2 separate regions of the Oryctolagus cuniculus genome follow, and region 1 is linked to region 2. The links are chromatin contacts, called in public Micro-C maps. All regions are on one chromosome and are shown on one strand. The core of a region is the stretch at or near the end of the contact, and the rest is flanking DNA. Distances in the headings are between cores, read along the strand shown. Region 1 holds the start of WASL (WASP like actin nucleation promoting factor). Region 2 holds the start of NDUFA5 (NADH:ubiquinone oxidoreductase subunit A5).

Region 1 (6,656 bases), core at 355-2,854, 190 kb after region 2:
TTAATCTGGTAACTTTCCAGAAACTGTTTAACCCTAACTTTTTAAACAAACAGGTGCAATCTGGTTTGGCATCTCTTAACATGCCTAAAGAGGGTGACAGAGTGACACTACCCTGTTGAAATTTCCGTGGGTGTTTCCTGGGTTCCAGCGCAAACTCTGCAGGTGCCAGCAAGCAGGGAGAAAGGGTCCCAGCCAGCACTGACTGCAGCTCAAGCCAGGCACCGCAGAAAGATCCCGACACAAGGCCTATACCACGGAGCAGAACCTCCCCACCCCCAGAAGTGCCAGCAGCCAATGTAATGAATGCTTCCGTCAACAACACACATTCTCCTTCCCACAGCACCCTGCCCCTTCCTTGCTCCCAACCGGCCATCTGGGGTTGGAACCGGCCGCACAGCACCAGCCTAAGAACCACTCTCGGCCCCAAAGGCCAAGAACTACTAGAGATCGAGGTTTCCGTGCGCAAGGCTGCGGGGAGAACAGCACCCGCTCCTACAAATGCAAAAATAAAAAAATCAGTGGGGAGGAGATTAGAAACCAGGCCTAGGCGAGGCTGCTGTGGAAATAAACCCTGCTTCTGTGCACTGGGGAGCAGCAGCGCTTCCTGCCCCTGTTCTGATCCTGGAGTTCCCAGGAACCTGCACTCCATCCACTCCCTGCTGCAATCTGCAAGGGGCTCCACTCCCCGAGACCTACCCACTCCCCAAACCTCTGGCATTGTTAGGAAAGGGACGCCCGGGTTCCACACAGGAGGTGACGCGAGGGCAGAACAGGGGTGGTCCCCTTTCTGAGCGTCAGGGGCTCGGGCGCTCTGAGAGTAAAGTTGGAACCGGCAGCCAGGGCGCGGGCCGCGGAAGGGCCGCGGAGGTGACACTCCCTTGTTCTCGGGCAGCTCCGGAGACGGCGTCCGGCTGCCCCGGCCCGCACCCAGGGAGCAGGGCGAGGGCGCCGGCCGCGGGAGGCCTGGCTCGCGGCGGGACTCTTTCCCCGCGCCACTCGCGCCTCCTTCCCGGTCCCCAAGCCCAGGCCCCCGGCGGGCAACGTCGAAGGTAGCGACGCAGTTCTCGACCACTGACCACACATTTCTTGCCGAGGAACGTGAACAGGGACTCGTTCTCCTGCGGGGTGAGCAGCAGGGACCCCACGTTGGTGACCCTCCGCGGCGGCGGCGGCTGCTGCTGCTGCTGCCCGGAGCTCATGGTTGCGCCGGCGGGGATGAGAGTCCAGGGCCGTGTCCTCCGGTGAGTGGGCCACGCTCGTCCCCCCTTCTCAGTGACAGGGGCGAGAAGCAGCGGAGTCACCAGCGCAGCATCTCGAGGCTCCTCCGGCGCGGGGAGGAGGAGGAGGAGCTGACGGCGGGCCGCGCGGAGGAAAGGACGCTCCCAGCTCCAGCCCGGCTAGGCTTAGGCCCGATGGTCGTTGTCCTCGCACTCCGGCGACTGCGCTAAACTCCCAACTCCTCCTACAAGCCTCCTGCGGCGCCGGCGGCGGCCGCACAATCCAACATGGCAGCAGGGGCGGGCGAGACCACAGTACGCAGGGCGCGGGGGAGCGCGCCGGAAACGCGGGAGGAACCCCCCCACTCCGGGGCAGGCCTCGCCGCGCCGGCCGAAGCCCCGCCCCTTTCCGGCCGCGCGGGGGCTGGTGGGGCTCGGCTCCCGGACCTGGCTCCGGCCTGTGGCCTTTGGGTACCAGGGACTGAGGAGAGGATGAGGATCCGCTACCGCGGTGGTCCGCCGCCCTCTCTTCTGAGGGTGCGCACCTTGCGAAGCGTCCTTTCTCAGTGGCGGAAGTGGGACGCGCACGCCGCCTGTCAGAAAGGTCTGGAATCTGGAGGGGACAGTTGGGCGCGCGTGCCGCCGGCTTGGGGCTGAGCCGCAGGTGCACACTCCCGACCCGACTTCCCCAGAGGGAGCGGAGACGCAGGCCTCTCTCCCTGCGTTCCTGAAACGCATCTTGATGCGGGCAAGTCTCCAAACGCGCTTAGAAAACGCTTCCGCCGCCCCCCTGGCTCGCTTGTCACGTGCGATAAATGCTCTAGGATGTGTACCATTTAAATTCGAGTTCTGTCTTTCAAGGACCCTGAACTTACAACCACTCCGTGAATTGGGAGATAATCCCCCCATCTTTTTCTCTTTCTTTGGAACCCCAAAGTTCTTGTATTGTATCTACCCAGAGTTCTTGTATTGTTTCTCATTTTGAGAAGTCACGGCCGGAAAACGCCTTACCTGGTTAAATTCTTAGAGGTAAACCTCGAGCTGATGTGTGTGCAGAAATGTTGTAAGTTGTCTGGGATAACCCCCTTTATTCAGTAAGCTTATATGCTCCACAACTGTTGTGAGAGGAAATTTTGAAATATGGAAATGGTAAAACTGGTCCACGGGGAACAATGAATCGTGCGTCTGACCTCCACGTTAAACGTATCCGCATTTGTGCACACACTTTAATGTGTTTGCTAATTCTCAGTTTCAATAAAAAAAAAAAAAAGTGGTATGTGAAGACATCTTCCTAAGACAAACTTTGATAAAGCTATTTGATTTTAGTGGCTCTGGTAACTTCCCATAGAAATCCCCAATGTATTAAGTAGATGAATAAACCATTATCAGTGCACTTGGGAAATATTAGGAAAATTTATGGTTAAAGATGGTCTAGTAAAATTGAGCAGTTATAAATCTGCAAAAGGAAATGAGGGCGTTACACCTTGGAGATTTTCATATAATATGTGGATATTTCAAACTTGACCTTGATTAATAATGTTATAGAAAAATGGAGGGGTAACTGTTCATAAAGTAGTTTAAAAGGACAGTAGTGGAAATGTAGATCCGGAGTTACCTCTGAATCACAGAAGATAAACCTGGGTGCTATTTTGTCTTTGATCACAAATGCAGCTACAGGTGGAAAGCAGAGTAACAGCAGCAAGCTGTTAAAGTTACTGGGAAGTGATAGACACCAAAACCCTTATGTTTTTGAACCTGTAAATAAGTTTAATACTAAAAGTACAGACTTCAGGTATACTTTAAGTGGCAGTTCCTGTTAAGCCTCTTAGAACTTTATGGAACTTTGGACAAGTTAACTTCTGTAAGTCTATTTCCTCATCCATAAAATGAAAACGATTTGTTTCGTAAAGGTGTAGTGTAAGTATTGAAATTGCACCTATTTCCAAGTTGCAAAATATGATAGCACATATAAGGAACTTACATGTAGTGAGTACTCAAGTATTAGTTGTCACTTACTGTCCTTGCCTATCGTCTATTCTATTCTCCTTTGGCTAAAGGCTCAAGTTGAATGAAAATATATTGTTTTACCTTTGTTCTGTCTAACCCTAAAAGCTATCCTTAGAATTTACAACTCTACAAAATCTCCAAATATATGATGGTAAATTTGGAGCATTTTCTCTTTGTTGGCAGGATAGTATACCCCAGTATGCCAATATAGCAAAACATTGAAAAACTATAAATCTAGGAATCCTGTTCACTTGTAATTAATAAAAACTGAAAGAATTTTTATGCTACAATATCAGCTTTTAAAATGTGTAGATCACAGTATTTTTAGTTTTGGTAGTCTTTCAACCTCTTATATTCCCAGACTGCAGTTTAAATTGCTTTATTTCTTCCAAAAATATTTGTCTTACCCAAATGCAATTTTCTATTAACCCTTGTTCAATTTTATTTAGATTTCTTAAGATTGAAAATTAAGATCATCATAGACTTTTTTCCTCAAGCCCAGTTTCTTTAATTTTTCCTTAGCCCTTTTTCCTCAGGCCCAGTTTCTTTAATTTTTCCTTAGCCCAAAGTTCATAAAACTGCACTTTAAGCTTTTATTTTCTTCAATGTTATATTTTGCTTTTCATTGGGCTTTTTCCAACTCCTTGATATTCTGCAAATATGGAAAGTGTAAGCATGAAGGTTTCATTGGAAATAGGACTTCCTTACTCGTTTGAGCATGTGAACAGGCAACACTTAGGGTTTCCCCCTTATCATGCATAAAGGATTCTATTTTTCCACGTTTACCCTGAGATCAAGAAGTGCCGGCTATATTTATTTCAAAAGTTCTAGCAAGTCCTTTCTGCCTTTCATTCTTGATAGCATATCCTCTGTTTGGCAGAACACAAGACATCTTTCAACTTTGTTTTCTTTGGCAAATTATATTCTTATCTCAAATTCTTTTTACCCAGTTTCAGGGGTTGGATTTAATCCAGGAAATAAGCATTTGATTTCACTTCATCTGGAAGTAGCTTGAAGTTTGTAAGCCAGGTTAAGAAGACTGTGAGGACTTTATCTTCATATACATATAAAACATATATGCTATATTAAAATATGTACATGACATATACATAAGGCAATTCTTGCATTTAATTTCTTCCACATAACTCCTTGCCTCAACTAGAACCTGTTCTAAAACTTTATTTCTTTGCTGTGATCCGTTAAGATAGAAGCCTCATTTTCACAGAAAACATCAGCAGTAGTGTTTATGGGAGTAAGGGCATATTTTCAGAGGCATTCCCTGCTGCTATCATTATACTTTGCAATTTTCTCTTGTCCTGATCCTTAGTTATCCATTTTTCTTCTTTACAAGTATCACTGTTTTATGTGTTGCTACAAGTCTTCTGCAACACACTATTCCCTGGCTAATGTTAATCATTTAAAGTGTCATGACACCCTTCACTGGGGCGGCGTTGGGGTAGTGTGGAGATAGCAGTGCGTGGCAATCCGTGGTACTCACCAACCTTTTCAGTCACAGTTGTGGGCACTGATGTACTGCTTGAGTGCAGCAGAACTGAGTGAACAGAGACAGAGCAACAGAAAATCTAGATTCTGTAGAGGTGAGGAATGTCATTTCTTTCATGCAATCTCCAAGCATCGGGAGTTGAAAATGTTCGTGTTGTAAAATATCTCTGCACATTTAATGTAAATGTTGCATACTGCAGTGCTGAAAAGAATTTTCCTAGTGGATGTTCTGCCAAGTTGCATGTTGACTATTTTTCATGAACTAAAATCTTGAAAAGTAAGCTAGCAAAATTTTTTTTGCTCTCCCTTTAAAGATTATTTTAAGCATAAGGCTCTTTGGAGCTTACATTTTAAGGAATTATTAGCTTATTTACAACTCATTCTGATTTTTTATTACTGAAAAACTGAATTGTTATTCATGCTAGTGAATTATCAGTGAGTTCCTAACACTATATGACTAAGTCTCCAGATACTTAATACCTACTTTTATTCAAGAAATGATTTCAAAAATTCCGAATGTCAGATCCCAAGGCTCCCACTTACTGGTATTCCAGCCACAGCTCTTTAATATATATTTGATGGCTCTTAGTTTAATGTTCCAAATGAATACCTTTGACTTTATTATAATGTGTTCAAGGTTACTCTTCAGTGTAGGTGAGCAGATAGCTTGGATACTTGGAATAATTTGAAGATGTCACATGACCTTATTATTTCACTAATAGTATTGGGGTAAAGAATATGATCTATCATACGTTTTCTAAAGTCAATTTTTATTTTTATAAAGTGACAAATATACAGGATTCCAGTAGTTGATTGGTGCTACAAAACTTAAAATGTCCATACTCCTTCCTGCATTCCCATGTGCTGTCTTCAGAAACATCTACTTTGAGCTCTTGGATCTATTTCTTCTGGTTTTACCTGTAAACTTATACATAATATGCCATTTCTATTTATTTACTAATCAATTTAAAACACAGCTGTTAACTTCCTATTATAAATGGTGAAGATTTATCTTTTAAAAATTATTTATTTGAAAGGCAGAATTAAAGAGGAGAGAGAGAGAGAGATTTTCCATCCCATTGATTCATTCCCCAAATGGCTGCTATGACCATGGATGGCCAGGCCAAAGCCAAGAGCCAGGAGCTTCTTCTGGATCTCCCATATGGGTATAGGGACCTAAGTACTTGTACCAGCTTCCACTGCTCTCCCAAGAGCGTTAGCAGAGAGCTAGATTGGAAATGCAACAGCTGAGACTCGAACTGCCACCCATATGGATGCTGGTGTTGCAGGCCATCCCCAAGATGTATCTTAACTGCGACTGACTTCTCCTTTGAGAAGTACAGTTTTAACTTAAGAAGTGTTTAAAACATTAGCATTCAGAATGTTATTCTCTGATTAGTCAAGTATTGTACTTTGCTTACATTCTTCAAAGTTTGTGCCCCCCCCCGAATAATTCCATCAACTTTTCCTTTAATTTTTTTCATTTCTATATAATTTAACAGCTATAAATCCCTCCCCATCTCTCTATATTATTTAACAGGTATGAAATCCCTCCCCAATACATAATCAACCTATCAAACAGATGCATTTTTTTGTGTGTCTGAGACCTCTCTCCCAGAGCCCTCTATCAGCCCGTTGAATGGTGGCTACATTGCTGTTGTATGGAATCTTATTTAGTGATTATCCTGAGACTTCCCTTCTCCTGCTTTCTGTTATAAACCTTCTGTTTCTTGGATACGATGTCATTTATCTTTTAGATACATAGAATATCTACGATTTCTTTTGTATATGTTTGGCAATGACAGTTCTTTAATGATTTCCTAAGAATAATACACAGGAAATAAAATTTTTGAGAGCTTTCCTTATCTAACAATGTTAATTCTAATCTCACCCTTGGCTAATAGTTTAATAAGGTATAGAATTTCATAT
Region 2 (6,733 bases), core at 1,192-3,691:
GATATGAGGACTAACCAGAAAAGCAGAAAACTAAAGACAGGGGGTTCACAACAGGAAACTGAATAATCTTGACATCCAACAAAGTGCTTGACAGAGAGCACCAAATGTGTCAATGCTGCCACTGGATCCATTAAGATGAGAAATGTAAGCAGCTGACCACTAGACTGGCACAAAGAAAATTATCAGTGACCTTAAAAGTGCATTCCAGGAGAAGTAAAAAATTGGAGAGAATAAGTATAAAAAGGAGAGAAATGGAGTGGTTATTGGAGAAGATTTAAAGGAGCTTCCTTTTTGATGGAAGCTTTCCTCAATGCTGATTAGAAAGACGACCCAGTACAAGGGTAAAGGCACACCATCTACACCACCCACGCAGACACAATGAGACAAATGAAAAAGGAGGAAATACAGAAATGGGGCCAGCACCCCATGGGGCTCAGGTCTCAGTACCTGCTGCTCCACGTTCAGTCGAGCTCCCTGCTAACGCACCTGGGAGACAAGCAAGGATGACCCAAGTGTTTGGGCCCCCGATGGAGCTCCTGGCTTCAGCTCCTGCAGTTGGGGCCATTTGGGGAGCGCACCAGAGGATGGCAGACCTATCTCTGTAACTGCCTTTCCAGTAAATACATCTTTAAAATCAAAAAGAGAAAAGAAAGATACAGATTTAGGAGGGCGCTGACAAGAGAGAAGCTACAAGAAACCAAGGGGGAAAAAAACATCTCTAGAAATACAGTTTAACAAAGAGTCTGCAGGAAAGGCGGTGCATCGGATCACGCTCTTGCCCTGAAGAGCGGGTTGTAGTTTGGGGTTTGAAATATCCGTATCCGGTTAACGCTGCAACACACAAGGTCACAGGGCTCCAATCTTCCTTGGGAACTTGAGGATTAGAAAAAAAAAAAAAAAAAAAAAGTACCTACCTCGTGTGGACTTTCACATACAGCCAATCCCACAAGGCCAGTGGTCTGTTCAAAAACAAAACACGATTCATGCTGTTTACTGTGGTTTCCACGCGTCCACCACGCGACGGAGCTGCAAAACCGCGACTCCCAGGCTAAACCTGGTCTAAGCCCGCTGCCCGTCGGGCAAGCCTCTTCGCAAAGTTCCGCGTCTCCGCGCAGAGTCCCCAGCCTGATCACCCCGAGAACAGTGCGTGGACAAAACCCCAAACCTCAGCACTCAGCCCGCACCCCCGGGGCAACGGGCTGTCAGGCTGAAGCCAGGCTGACACCCTCAATTCCCAAAGTGACCTCCATTTGTCTCACCTTCTTCAGCAAACCAGCCATGGCTGAGCCGAGAAGCCGAGAACGCACAGCCTTCTGGGAAACTGGCTCAGACTTGCTCAATCGAGGAGCCGAGAACATGCAGCCTTATGGAAACCTCGCTCAGACCTGCTCAATCGACCGCGGAAGCCGCCTCTCCGACACCTTGGAAACTGGTTTCGCTTACTCCAGATCTCCGAAAGAGCAAAACGCTGTGCCCCACAAATCCCAAAAGAAGAAAATTGACGCACCCGCAATGAATACACTAGGGGCCACGCTCGGCTTGGGGACCGTTGGCGGGAGGGTCGTGTGTTAACCTGTGTTATGTCTCGGCCCTGTCCCTACTAAGGCTGTTGGCTTGCCCAAAGTTGAGGGAAACACTCCAGACTACCAAAAGTATCTCCGATGCAGTCGCTGTAGACACCTGCACTCTGCTTAGCCTTTGGCGACTTCAACCTCCCTTAGTTGATTTCAAATAAATAATTAAATCATTTTTTAAAGAAGGTGAGCAGTAGTGGAGCTGAATTCACATCGACCAAAGTGCTCCTTGTCTGTATCCTCAGTCTTAGGAACCGAAGCAGCATGCAGTGTGGGGCGCTGCCCGGTGATTATTTGCGGCTTCCCTGGCTGCAGTACATCTTCCATTGTCTCGTTTTCCCAGCGGACGCGATACCACACCAGCGATTGAGCGCCCCCTATCTGCACGTTTCCGGGATGGAATCTGTAAAGCGGGATCTCACACTCCGGGATCCACAGAATGAAGATCTGTATCAATGAACGGCTTAGTAAGTGTTCTAAAAGAAATGTGTGGTCGCGAGGAAAAGGCAATAACCAACCGAAGATGGTGGGTGACAAGTAAAACGAGGAATTTTTCTAAGTAGGAGAAAAGCGCAACAAATTCAAACAACACAGGAACATTGGGACAGATAGAATGTACACTATGACTGCAGGTGGTTTGATGTGAGTGGAAAGATGTGATAAGGTAAACTGCTTAAGGTCATGAATGGCCTACAGATTTTGTAATTTACTCTCTAAGAAATGAGAACAATTAGAATATTTTAAATATCTGAGTGATATCAAATTCATGTTTCAGGTACACAAATGACTGGTAACAGTTGAGGAGGAAGAGTTGGGAAAGAGGGCAAGATTAGGGACATGAAATTAGAAAAAGAAAACTAAATGAAAAGCAGAGCAAAAGAAATAATGATTAGAGCATAAATAAATGTTTTAATGGAGAAAAATCAGTAAAACCAGACATTGATTCTTGGAAAAGGTCGACAATACCTTTAGAAAAAAAACAAGACTCACTACTGTCAAGAATAAAGAGCCATCATTCATGACTTTATAGAAATGAACAAGAATAAGAAGCAATACTGCAAACAACTGTATGTTAACAAATTAGATATTATAGGTAAAATAAATTCCTAGAAAGACACAAACTATGTATACAATTCAAAAAGAAATAGAAAATCTGAATAGATCTACAATGAGTAAAGAGATTGTATTAGCAAGGAAAAAACTGGATAGTTTTTTGGTGGGTGCAAAAAAAAAGCCCAGGTCCAGATAGTTCACTGGATAATTCCACCAAAAAACAGTCAACAAATACTCTTTCAGGAGTTATTCCAAAATATAGAAAAGGAGGAAATATTTCCTTCTATATGGCAAGTATTATTCCGATACCAACCAAAGAGATCACAAGAGAACTTCAGAACAATATCCCATATGAATAGACACAAAAATCCTTAAAAAATATGGCGAACTAAGTTCCGCAATATATGAAAAAGAATTGTGCACCATGATCAAGTGGGATTTATTATAAGAATAAAGGTTGGTTTAACATCCAAAAATGAATTAATATAGTGTACCATTTAATAGAATAAAGGACAAAAACTTTATGATTATTTCAGTAGATGCAAAGCAGCATTTGACAAAACCAATGCCCTTTCATGATAAAAGCAACCAACCAATTAGAAACAGAAAAGTCTTCAACCTAATAAGAAGAATTTAAGAAAATCTCACAGTTAACATCACACTTAAGGTGGAAATGCTGAATTCCTTCCTCATAAGATCAGTAACAAGGCAAAGATGTCAACTCTAGCCATTTCTATTTAACATTGTATTGGAAGTTTTTGCTAGGGCAATCAGGCAGTTCTGAAAATGGAGGGAATATGGAGAGATTTAGAATAAATGGAAAGAAGTAAAACTATCTCCACTCATAATGAAGGACCTTGAATATAGAAATATTAAAAAAATACACACAAAAACTATTAAATAAACTCAGAAAGGGTGCATTAATATAGCCAAGACCAGCTCAGGCTACCATTACAAAGTACAATAGAAAGTGGTGTTTAAACTACAGAAATTTATTTCTCATAGTTCTAGATCCTGGGATGTCAAAGTTCAAGATAGATAGTTCAAAGATAAGATAGATCGGTTGCTGAGGCCTTTTCTCTTGGCTTGTAGGTGGTTAATAGCTCAGTATGTACATGACCAAGAATGACCAAAAACAAATTTGAAAAAAGAACAAAGCTGGAAGACTTTTACTTCCATATCTCAAACATTACTACCAAAATGTATTACTCAAGATAGTGTGGTATTAGCAAAAGACTGACATTCAGATCAATAGAACATTTAGAGTCCAAAAATAAATCTTAACTTTGATTTTCAAGAGGGAGCTGGAATAAGTCAATGGAAAAACATTTTTTCGGCAACTGGTGCTGGGAAAACTGGATAGCCATGTGCAAGAGATTGAAGCTGGACCACCCCATCCCACATCACCCACCATAAAAATAATTTAGAATGGAACACAGGTCTATGGCCAGAGCTAAAACAATAAAACTCTTAGAATAAAAGCCCTAAGAAAAACTACTGGAGGCCAGCGCCATGGCTCACTAGGCTAATCCTCCATCTTGTGGCGCCGGCACACCGGGTTCTAGTCCCGGTTGGGGCGCCGGATTCTGTCCCGGTTGCCCCTCTTCCAGGCCAGCTCTCTGCTGTGGCCAGGGAGTGCAGTGGAGGATGGCCCAAGTCCTTGGGCCCTGCACCCCATGGGAGACCAGGAGAAGTACCTGGCTCCTGGCTTCGGATCAGCGCAGTGAGCTGGCTGCAGTGCGCCGGCCGCGGGGGCCATTGGAGGGTGAACTAACGGCAAAGGAAGACCTTTCTCTCTGTCTTTCTCTCTTACTGTCCACTCTGCCTGTCAAAAAAAAAAAAAAACTACTGGAAATTTTATAATCCTGGGTTAGGTAGTGGCTTCTTAGCAATAATACTAAAAGCACAAGCAACAAAAGAAAGATAATTTGGACTTCAAATTTGGGCTAAAACCCCATCAAAAATGGGTTCCGACCCTGTGGTATGAACAGCAGATGCTTTTGAGAAAGCAAGTAAATATAACAGGAGTAATAATTCTCTGGGAGTGGGAAAAATGCAAGAAAAGGTGCCCAGAGAGGTCCTCTGGAGACAGGTCAGAATGCAGTCTTTAACCTTGGGCCTCAGTAGATGAGCCGCGAGGTAAAATGTGCAAGTTTCATCTGTGTATACAAATAAATGGCCCTTACTACAATCTCACAGAGCCCACCTACAGATCACTGAATGATGAGTGTCATATAGCCATAGGCACTTCTCTAAGGGTTTTAAACAGGGAGCACTGGGATTGAGATTGATATTTACATAGATGTCACATCATTGGCAATGCAAAGAATATGTCTGAGTGTGGCAAGTGTAGGGGCAGAAAGGCCAAGTGCAAGAGTCTAAAAAAAAATGAAAGAAAAACCATCAATAAAAAGATTGATGATTGTGACTGCATTAACACTTTAAACTTCTGAATAATCAAAGATGCAACTTAAATAATAAAACAACCCATAGGCTGGGAAGAGGCATTTGCAACCACATATAATAACCCAAAGATAAATGGTGCTTAGAATATGTAAGGAATTTCTGTAAATCAGTTTTAAAAATGAATACCCTAAAGTTCTCCTTGCTATCTTTCTTGCCTCCTTCTCCAGGATACATTAAGAGACTTAATATGGGCAAAATGGCTGGCTCAGTACCCAAAACATAACACCACACATTTAATTGCTATCAACTTAACTGTTTCACTATGATTATTCTCAACCCAGGAGCTATAACAAACCTTTTCCACAGCACTTTGCTCAAAATCCTCATTGGATTTTTTTCACTCAAGTGTAAAAGCCAAAGTCTTTACACCTGCCTACAAAGTCCCCACCCCTCGCTTAGACACAGACACCTCAGCCAGTAGAATATATATAATGTACATACACACACACCTGCACATGCTCACATATGTGCAAGGGGACTGCCAAAAGTTTGTGGGGAAATGGAATGAAAAGATTAGTTGGAGCAAGAGTTGTGACATAGAGGATTGAGGATTAAGCCACTGCTTGAGTTGCCTGCATCCCAGGCCCAAGTGCTTAGGATAGAGTCTCACCTCCATTTCCCATTCAGCTTTCTGCTAATGTGCACCCTGTGAGACGGCAAGTAAAAGCTCAAGTACCTGTATCCCTGGTACCTATATGGAAAATCCAGATGGAATTGCTGGCACCTGGCTTTGGCCTGGCCCTGGATCGGCTATTGAGGACATTTTGGGGGTAATCCAGTAGATGGAAGCTCTCTCTCTCTCTCTCTCTCTCTCATTCATTCATTCTGCCTTTCAAGTGAATAAATATAAACTTTTAAAAAGATAAGCTGATTTTGGTTTAGAAAATTTTGAAATCCATGCGTAGTTTTTTCATAGTATATATTTTGTCTGAGCTGTTTGAAGATTCCTCATATGCAGAGATTTCAAAATTTTTTGTACCTATATAAACTGATCTTATTTCATAAAATATACAAACTTTTTAAAGTCCTTTCACATAAATCTCCAAATTGCACAGGCTAAAATATAATCAAATAACTGGCAAAGCATTATTTATGTGTGCATCTGTGGTCTCTGAGAATGTTTCTAAAGAAATTAGTGTTAGAATCCATAGACTGAAGCAAAGACTACAGCCACAAATGTAGCTGTATATCATCTAATTTGTTGAAAATCAAAAAGGCCAAGAAACTCATTCTTCTTTGAGCTGGGATACACATTCCCTTTGACCCTCAGGCATCAGTGCTCCAAGTCTCCAGGCCTTCAGACTCCAAAAAGGACCTAACTGGCTCCCACTGGACTTAAACTGAATTGCACTACCAGATTTCCTGGTTTTCCAGCCTAACGAGGCTGATCATCATGGGGTTGTTCAGCCTCCATATTGTGTGAGCCAGTTCCTATGATAAATGTATCTCTCTCTCTTTCTCTCTGTCTACCGCTACATACATACATACACACACACACACACACACACACACAGGGGTTTCTGAAAGTTCATGGACATGAGCATTATCTCTTAATTCTGCATCCTATCCCCACCAATATCCCATTGATTCTGTTTTCCTGGAAAACCCTAATACTATATTCCCCCAAATTCACACATTGA

What was found. Hi-C and Micro-C count contacts between places; a contact is called where the count stands out from the background.
Region 1: a contact with region 2 is called in a Micro-C map of ear pinna, with 7 times the contacts expected there. The contact joins the promoter of WASL here to the promoter of NDUFA5 in region 2. A contact is called at or near these places in 2 of 6 Hi-C or Micro-C datasets (ear pinna and psoas muscle).

Annotation. Positions count from the first base shown.
Region 1 is chr3:159,984,705-159,991,360 of mOryCun1.1, forward strand. WASL (WASP like actin nucleation promoting factor) reads right to left here and starts at 1,605. Exons shown (of 11, transcript XM_002712090.5): 1 at 1,077-1,605. The coding sequence starts at 1,199.
Region 2 is chr3:159,789,685-159,796,417 of mOryCun1.1, forward strand. It overlaps NDUFA5 (NADH:ubiquinone oxidoreductase subunit A5), which reads right to left and starts at 2,442. Exons shown (of 5, transcript XM_002712094.5): 1 at 1,260-2,442; 2 at 915-959. The coding sequence starts at 1,358.